Linked DNA regions of Danio rerio: region 2 is linked to region 1. Evidence: chromatin contacts called from public Micro-C data. All regions are on one chromosome and are shown on one strand. The core of a region is the stretch at or near the end of the contact, and the rest is flanking DNA. Distances in the headings are between cores, read along the strand shown. Region 1 holds the start of rpl13 (ribosomal protein L13). Region 2 holds the start of cyb5b (cytochrome b5 type B).

The links. A called contact is a pair of places that touch in the nucleus more often than the background predicts.
Region 2: a contact with region 1 is called in a Micro-C map of caudal fin, with 6 times the contacts expected there. The contact joins the promoter of cyb5b here to the promoter of rpl13 in region 1. A contact is called at or near these places in 4 of 18 Hi-C or Micro-C datasets (caudal fin, embryo, hematopoietic stem cells and 1 more) and 2 of 4 datasets of contacts at active chromatin or transcription factors (caudal fin and embryo).

Annotation. Positions count from the first base shown.
Region 1 is chr7:72,907,613-72,911,797 of GRCz12tu, forward strand. rpl13 (ribosomal protein L13) reads left to right here and starts at 2,005. Exons shown (of 5, transcript NM_198143.1): 1 at 2,005-2,108; 2 at 2,188-2,329. The coding sequence starts at 2,005.
Region 2 is chr7:73,174,957-73,179,141 of GRCz12tu, forward strand. It overlaps cyb5b (cytochrome b5 type B), which reads left to right and starts at 2,340. Exons shown (of 5, transcript NM_212876.1): 1 at 2,340-2,664. The coding sequence starts at 2,482. LOC108190732 (a long non-coding RNA gene) reads right to left here and starts at 616. Exons shown (of 2, transcript XR_001799985.4): 1 at 220-616.

The sequences.
Region 1 (4,185 bases), core at 755-3,254:
AGATAACATTAGATCCAAGCAGCATATAATAAACAAAACATTACAAAATAATAATAACAACATAAATAAATTTTAAACAATACAAAAAGAAAATACATTACATTCAGGGGGGTCAGTCCATCTAAGTTGACAGAAGCTCAAGGCATCTTTTGTTTTTACCTGTTTTTTAGATTTATATAAAATTTTGCAATCATTTTAAATGTTTTGAAACAAGGAGAAACTTTAACAAATCTACATTTGTGGATATAAAATTTTGCTACAATCAACATATTATGAGGGGAAGTCCTGCATAACACGTCTTACAGCGCCCACTAGTGATCGATTTTCAATCACGTCCGTCAAAATGAAAATAATAGTAACATGCAGGTGTTTTTTTTTAATTAGCATATTGTGATGAAGTTCATTATTTTCTGTAATGTACTGATAAACATTAGACTTTCAGATGTTTTAGATTCGTTACACACAACTGAAGTTGTTCAAAGCCTGATGAGTTTTGTGTATTGCATGACAAACAATATCTGTATTTTCTGCACGACTGTGGTCTGTCACTGAACTGCTACTTGTCGAACTTTTAATGTGCCTCTGTCCAGTATCCACGTGTTGATTTATCGCAACGAAACCCAGCTTCACACTTCCTGCACACTGGCGCTTCGCTCAACGCTATTGGCTGTTTTCTTCACTTCCCATAAAACCCTGCGTTGTCACTTCCTTTTCCCTTTCAGCCATTTTCCGCTAAGGACGGTATGTTCATTTATTCCAGCTAAACATGTAGTTTATCCGTATTAATCCTCAGTTCTAAGTTATCTTGCAATCATTTAAGTCATAAAACCTGAATCTGGTCGTAGTTTTATACCCGTTACTGGCTGTATTGTTGAAGTTAGACAATGTTGAGAAAAAATAAACGAGTAGTTTTTTGACACCGAGCACTGTGGCGGTTTTCAATTCATGTTTGGATGTGTATTTCCAACATGTAGCCGCTTTTACCTAACCAATTGCTGTGTTAATGCAGAGCTAACTAATACGGCACTTTAAAAGTGGGCTAAAGCTTATTATCTGCCTTTTTAACTCAAGTTGGTTGTATTATTAGCGCCGTGGTCCACAAGCATGACAGCGTCCGAGTAACTGAGCCGACATGCAGCATAGTGGCTTGTGGATTTAAGGGGTAGTTCACCCAAATCTGGCCATGTTCTCGACCTTTATACTGGTTTTAAATAATTAGAGTTTCTGTCTTCTGTTGAACACAACATTCTGAGGAAACCTGTAACCATTGACTTCCATAGTATTTGTTTTTCCTACTGTTCAAGTCAGCGGTTACACGCTTTTTAGCCTGTTTTCCCCGAATATCTTGTGCAGCTGAAAAAAAACTCAGTTTTTTTTAACCACTTAATTGAGAGCACAATTTCATTTTGTGGTGAACTATCACTTGAATATAAGCAAATGTGTCATAAGTATTCATGAAGCAAAGGTTAAAGTTGTGTATTGAGGTAAAGTTGGTTGTATATTCTCACCGTCCTTCATTTATTTAAAGCTCCCTATGTTATCTACTACACTAAATTGAATATAAGATCCGAAATCATGTAAATATGACTTGAAAACAATATTAGCACTATTTAATTGACTTTAAACTTTGTTGTAGTTTGTTATTATTGGCTGCTAATATGACTTCACTATTTAGAGTTTGCAAATGACATTAAGGAGAAAGTCCGTGTGCAAATAAAAACCCAACTGTACCTTAAGTTGTCAACAGTAGTCTGTTGAAGACCATGTAGGTTGAAATGTTATAATAAATCCTTTTTCAGAGCTTAAGTGCAGTGTACGGATTTCTTTTTTTACTGTATCGACTGTTGTCAACGTCTGGAATGGATGAATAGGTTTTTAATTGTCCTACGAGGAGAATGGGTGTGGAATAGTTTTAGGACTACTTTGATAAAATTTTTTGGTTCACTTCAAATGTTGACTACTGTATATGTGAACTGTTTATTTTCGCATTAGGAGTGAACAACCATGGCTCCCAGCCGGAATGGCATGATTTTGAACCCTCACTTTCATAAAGACTGGCAGAAGAGAGTGCGCACCTGGTTCAACCAGCCTGCCAGAAAGATCCGCAGGTAATAAGTGTGTCCACACATGTGTTGAAGGTTTATGATGAGCATCACTTTATTTTAATTCATCTCATTTGTACCTCAGACGTAAGGCCCGCCAGGCAAAGGCCCGTCGTATTGCTCCAAGACCAGTTTCTGGACCTCTTCGGCCAGTAGTCAGGTGTCCGACCATCCGCTACCACACCAAGGTCCGTGCCGGACGTGGCTTCACCTTGGAGGAGCTGAAGGTACAGTTGTCTAGTCAGTGCCTGATGTTCAGGAAAAGGTCGGCTAAAAATTAAAAAGGTCATTTACACATGTTCCAAACACTTTTACTTAGTCTTTAATATATATATATATATATATATATATATATATATATATATATATATATATATATTATCATGCCTAGAACAAAGTGATTTTCTTTCCCCAATTCTTATGTTTAGTTTGAACGAACCAATTTAGTTAAGCCTTTTATTTACACATTTTAATTTAGTTTAACACCTGATTTAAATGCTCTTCAACACTTGATTAATTTTCTTATGTTTTTTATTTATTTATTTATTTAAATGGCGTGTTCGGACTTAAATTTTCAGTGCAGTCTTTCAGTAGAGGTCCTTTCAGAATTTCTTTTTATAAACTTGAGTTTGGATGACATGAGGCTGAGTAAATGGCTGTTTTAATTTTCTGGTATAAATGACACATTGAAGGATTAGTTCTCAAAAAAGGCATAAATAATTACTCATCATGCCCTTCCAATGCCCCGAAACCTTCATTTTTTTTTTTTAAAAGATAAATGAAAATATTTTAGATGAATTTCAAGAGCTCTTATATCCTAGTTAGCAAGGGTCCTGAGATGTTCAAAGTCCAGACAAGGAGCCAAAAACTGACTTAAGTGGTTAAACTTTATTTTTATGCCAAAAAAAAAATTCCCAATGTCTTTTGCTTCAGATCACAGTGGGTTTACTATGGGCAATATGTCGCTTGCCTGTTCTGCTACTGACTCTAATGGCAATGCATCGTATTGCCCATAGTAAACACACACCCTGACCTGATGCAGGAGTGCTTTAGGAAAGCAAAATCATATTTACTATTTTATTTGTTTATTGTTATTTTTTTTGCACAAAACATTTGGGCTGCACGATATTGGAAAAAACTGGCATTGCATTATTTTATTCTTCTGTGACGCATATATACATCGATTGATTAGGATGATTTTGTAATTTAGCGCATCTGAGAAATATAATAAACCAAAACACAAGCCTTGATTAAAAACAGTGGTGCAAAGATACAAATATAATGCACTGTATTATATGCTTTTCTTAGTCGAGCAGTATTCAGGCAAAAAATAATCAAATGTATAAATATATTGCATATAGTTTTATTATATACAAATGTATAAATATATTGCATATAGTTTTATTATATACAAATGTATAAATATATTGCATATAGTTTTATTATATACAAATGTATAAATATATTGCATATAGTTTTATTATATACAAATGTATAAATATATTTAAATATGAATTGTTTTCATCGTGTGTGTGTATACATAATAAAAGGAAAGATTCAATGTATTTTTCGTTTGGATGCTTTAATCTGGCTTTAAATGCTCAGTCACGGGTCCTTAAACGCATGTAAATTCTATACAGTTTAGTCACTTTATGGCTAAACTTTGCAATGACTCCACAAATCATGTTGTTTCATGTGTTTCCCAACCCTGTTCTTAAAGGCACACCAACAGTACACATTTTGGATTCCTCCTTTATCTCACCCATTAGCTTCAGGTTTTGTAGCCTTATGTTCTGATGAGTTGATTCTGGTTTGATTAGGTTTAAGTTGTTTAGTGTTGGTGAGCCTTTGGGAACAGGGTTGGGAAGCACTTATTTTAACACTGGATATAGTTAACCATTACCCCAACAGAGCATTGAATGTCCTGCGATTTGACTATTGTGGGTGTGCACATTGCAATATCAATGCTGAAACAATATATTGTGCAGCCCTACTTCATATGATTACAGTTGATGGACTCTTTTGACTATTTGCACTTCCTTTTCTAGACTTTCAATGTCTCTGCACCGTTGCTGTTTGTGGA
Region 2 (4,185 bases), core at 1,090-3,589, 270 kb after region 1:
TCACTGAACAGAAGTTACTTTGAATAAAAAAAAAAAAAAAAAAACACCCTAGCATAATTAACTCGTTACCCAACTTCATTAAAAATAACCGTTCAACAAAAACTCAAGGTTTGAAACTTGAGGGTGCATAAATACATTTTTTGGGGGCTGAACCAGGCCTTTAAATCATTCAACTAGCTTAAATTGAGCAGATTTTCTCATAAAGATAAATTCACTCACCTGCGGTCACATTAAAGTCAATCCATCTTCAACCAGAACGGTGGCCAAATCATGGAGGTCATCTAACTTAGTTCTCAAAAGAACCCAGACTTATCTGCTCCAACATCTTCAGGTGTATCCCAAGGAGAGCTCAGTCCCTCCAATGTGGACTTTCCTCCTGGTAGGACAATCCCAGAACACCTCCACACACAGTTATCCAAAAACAGATGCCCAAGCCATATTAACAGTCATATTTCAGTGTGGAGGAACATCGTCTTTACTCCAAACAGCTTCCAGGTCACACAGCAGTTTTTCATATAGAGTACAAAGATTGACCGGTAAATCAAAAGTATTTCCTTTCAGCTCTCGTTGACCTTTACTAAAACATATCTGCTAACTTCCATTCGTCCACATGTGTAACTGCCCAAACCGAGCATGCTTCATATGGGGTTTCCTAATGAGCCCGTTGCAGCTGAAGGCAATACCATTTCCCTGGACAGATATCAGTGGAGTACACATGGCACTCGTTGCTAGCTGATTAGATATGCAAATGACGGGGAGCTGCTCTCAGCACTCTGTAGAAGTCATTAGCAAATGTTTTATTCAGCGAAGACTTTGTTGAGTAGTTAGCTCAGACATTGAACATTTGAGAATAATAATAAAAGTTCAAGTCAATTCAAGTTTATTTCTAGCTCTTTTCTAATGGGACTGTGCGTTTAATAATAGACTGTAGTGCTTTGTGTCCCCATTAGTAATCACTAAATGGAACCACTAAAAGTGAATTGTATAGTTTACTTGCTACTGCATTTATTTATTTATTTTTGTTATTCGAAGTTGTGCTTGTTAAGACTATTCCCTCATAGCAAAATATTTCTGGCCCATACAATCAGCTTTTGCCTGGCCCACATGCAGTGAATTACTGTACATGACTGGACCAAGTCTGGCTTTCAGACAAGGGCCAAACATGAACCAGGCTGGAAACCAGACTGGAAATGGCCAAAACCCCTCTACAACCAGGCTGGTCGACCAGCTAAAACCAGCCAACCGGTCTAGGCTGGTTTAAGCAGGATTTTTCAGCAGGGTAATCCAGCACTCTGCAGAAGTCATACGCAAATATGTCTTATTCAGTTAAGACTTTGTTGAACAGTTAAGCATAGAGATGAGGCATTTGAGAATGATAAAGTAAGTGAATACCTTAACAACAGCTGCTTTGTTTTTAGCATTTTAGCGGCTACAGAGTAGAAACATAGCTAACATAATTCTCAAATCATCATATCTGTGTCCTAAAGTTACTTTGAACCACCTGTACTACACACTAAAATGACATGCTTGTTCAAAGTACTTATTTAAAATGAGTCAAAACAACACAATTTCTAAGTTTTTTTTGGGACAACTTAATTGTTTTAATCCAGCACTCTGTTGAAGTCATTAGCAAACTTTATCAGTTAGTCTTTGTTGAATAGTTAGCTCAGAGATGAAGCTTTTGAGAATGATGAAGTGAGGAAATACCTTAAAACTAGCCATTATACAACAGCTGCTTTGCTTTTAGTATTAAGCGTACAGAGTAACCGTAGAAAAAATAACTCACATCAAGGTTTATCACTCACATCAAGGTTTTATCATTTCTGGCTGTGTCCTAAAGTTACTTTATAGATCATATATATATATATATATATATATATATATATATATATATATATATATATATATATATATATATATATATATATATATATATATATATATATATATATATATATATATATATCCATTTCATCAACAAGTAATCATTTAAATTGATTTGTTTCGGAACAACATGTGGAACCCACATTAAAGATTATATTTTCAATCATTTTTAAATCAATCAATTTTAAATCAATTATTACACACTGTATGATTAATAATACAACAACCCCCTCAATTAAAAAAATAACAAGGTATTTGGGACTTTTCAGTATTAAGGACTTTTGGGGTTGCGTAACGTGACGTGCGTAATATAACCTGCGTGGCATTTGGTGGTCTCGTGATGCTCTGCTGTTGATTCTAATTGGCTACTACTGGCCGTGTGGCAAGTGATCTGAGCGCTGATTGGCTGGTGCGCTTCAAGCGAATGGAAAGGGTCATTTCTCGTGACTAATGGTGAAATGGTGTGCCGGCTAAACAAGAGCTGAGCTGAGCAGTTTTGGGTGTCATAAAAAAACGTCTATAAGCAACAAACAGACAAACCTACACACTGGTTTTCCGCATAACTGCAGCAGAGAAAGCGAGCGACACGGAGTGAAAATGGGGGAAGAGACTGGGAGCTCAGTGGGCAGAGAGAACCAGAACACGAAGAATGAAAGCACGCAAGAGGATAGCGGTGTAAAATATTATACACGCAAGGAGGTTCAAGTGCATAACATGGGCAAAGACACGTGGCTCATCATTCACGATAAAGTTTACGATATCACAAGTTTCATGGAGGAGGTAAGAGAGAGTTGGAGTTTCATTATGGTCTTCAACATCAGCTGTTTTACAGTACAGCAGTAAAACCTGCATTATTTTACATAGCTGGTATTTATATCGTTATATGTTACGTACTGGCTTATATTAGTTACTAATTTACAGATGGATCGTTTCTAGTTGCACAATCGAGGCTGCTGTCAAGCTCAGCAAAGTTCCTTTGGCCCTATCTGTGAGTTAATAACTGAAGATTCTTTGAAGCAAACAGCACTGAATTATTTATCTAAATAACATTAATTGTACGCATTTACTATCAAAACATATAGGAAGACACTGAATGGTTGTGTGTTAGCCATTTAGCTGCCCGGCTAGCCTGTGCACGTTGAGCTGTCACATAAACGATTCCAGTTCTCACCGACTGGTGTTATAAGTTTTACATTTATTTACTTGCAATATTATTTTGAGGATCTTCTATAGCCTAGATTTGATTAATATTGTAATTTTTGTATGACATAATTATTATGATGTCGTGTGAAACCGAGCGCGTCGGGAATCGAATCTTTATTATGAATCACCAGGACGAGTCTGCCTCCAGTGATTCTTTTAGTTATTTGAGAAAGTCATATTTGATGTTTTATTAAATACTTTTGCTCAAAACATCTATTATAAATTATTTTAAATAATACCTCTCTTATAAAATAAATATGACTACAAAAAACTATACAATTTTGTTTCATGACCACAGTTGATATTGATTTATTATAAGTAGAATATAACACAGTAACTGCTCTTATTTTTCTCAAGTTGTGTATGACTATTACTTAAATAATAATTATCATTTTTCAATACTTTTATATAAAATAGTTCTCAGCAAAGTCCCTTAAATGTATTATTCATTATATTTTATTTATTCATTTTCTTTTTAGCTTAGTACCTTTATTAACAGGGGTCGCCACAGCGGAATAAACCTCCAACTTATCCATCATGTTTTACTCGGTGGATGCCCTTCCAGCAACACTGGAAAACACCCATACACTCTTGCATTAACACACACACTCTACAGCCAATTTAGCTTACCCAATTCACCCATAGCACATGTGTTTGAACTGTGGGGTAAACCAGAGCACCTGGAGGAACCCCACGCGAACACAGGGAGAACATGCAAACTCCATACAGAAGTGCCAGCTGACCCAGCCATGGCTCGAACCAGCGGAAGTCTTGCTGTCAGGCAATTGTGTTACCCACTGTGATGCCTATAATGATATCATATATATATATATATATATATATATATATATATATATATATATATATATATATATATATCGTAAAAAAGATTAGCTGAAAGAGGCTAGTAATTTTGAAAAGAGAGGCTAATAATTCTGACTTCAACTATATATATATATATATATATATATATATATATATATATATATATATATATATATATATATATATATATAGTTGAAGTCAGAATTATTAGCCATTCAATTACAAGAAAACATGGTTTTGGCTTGGCCACGGTCCGGTGCAGCCTTCGCTTAC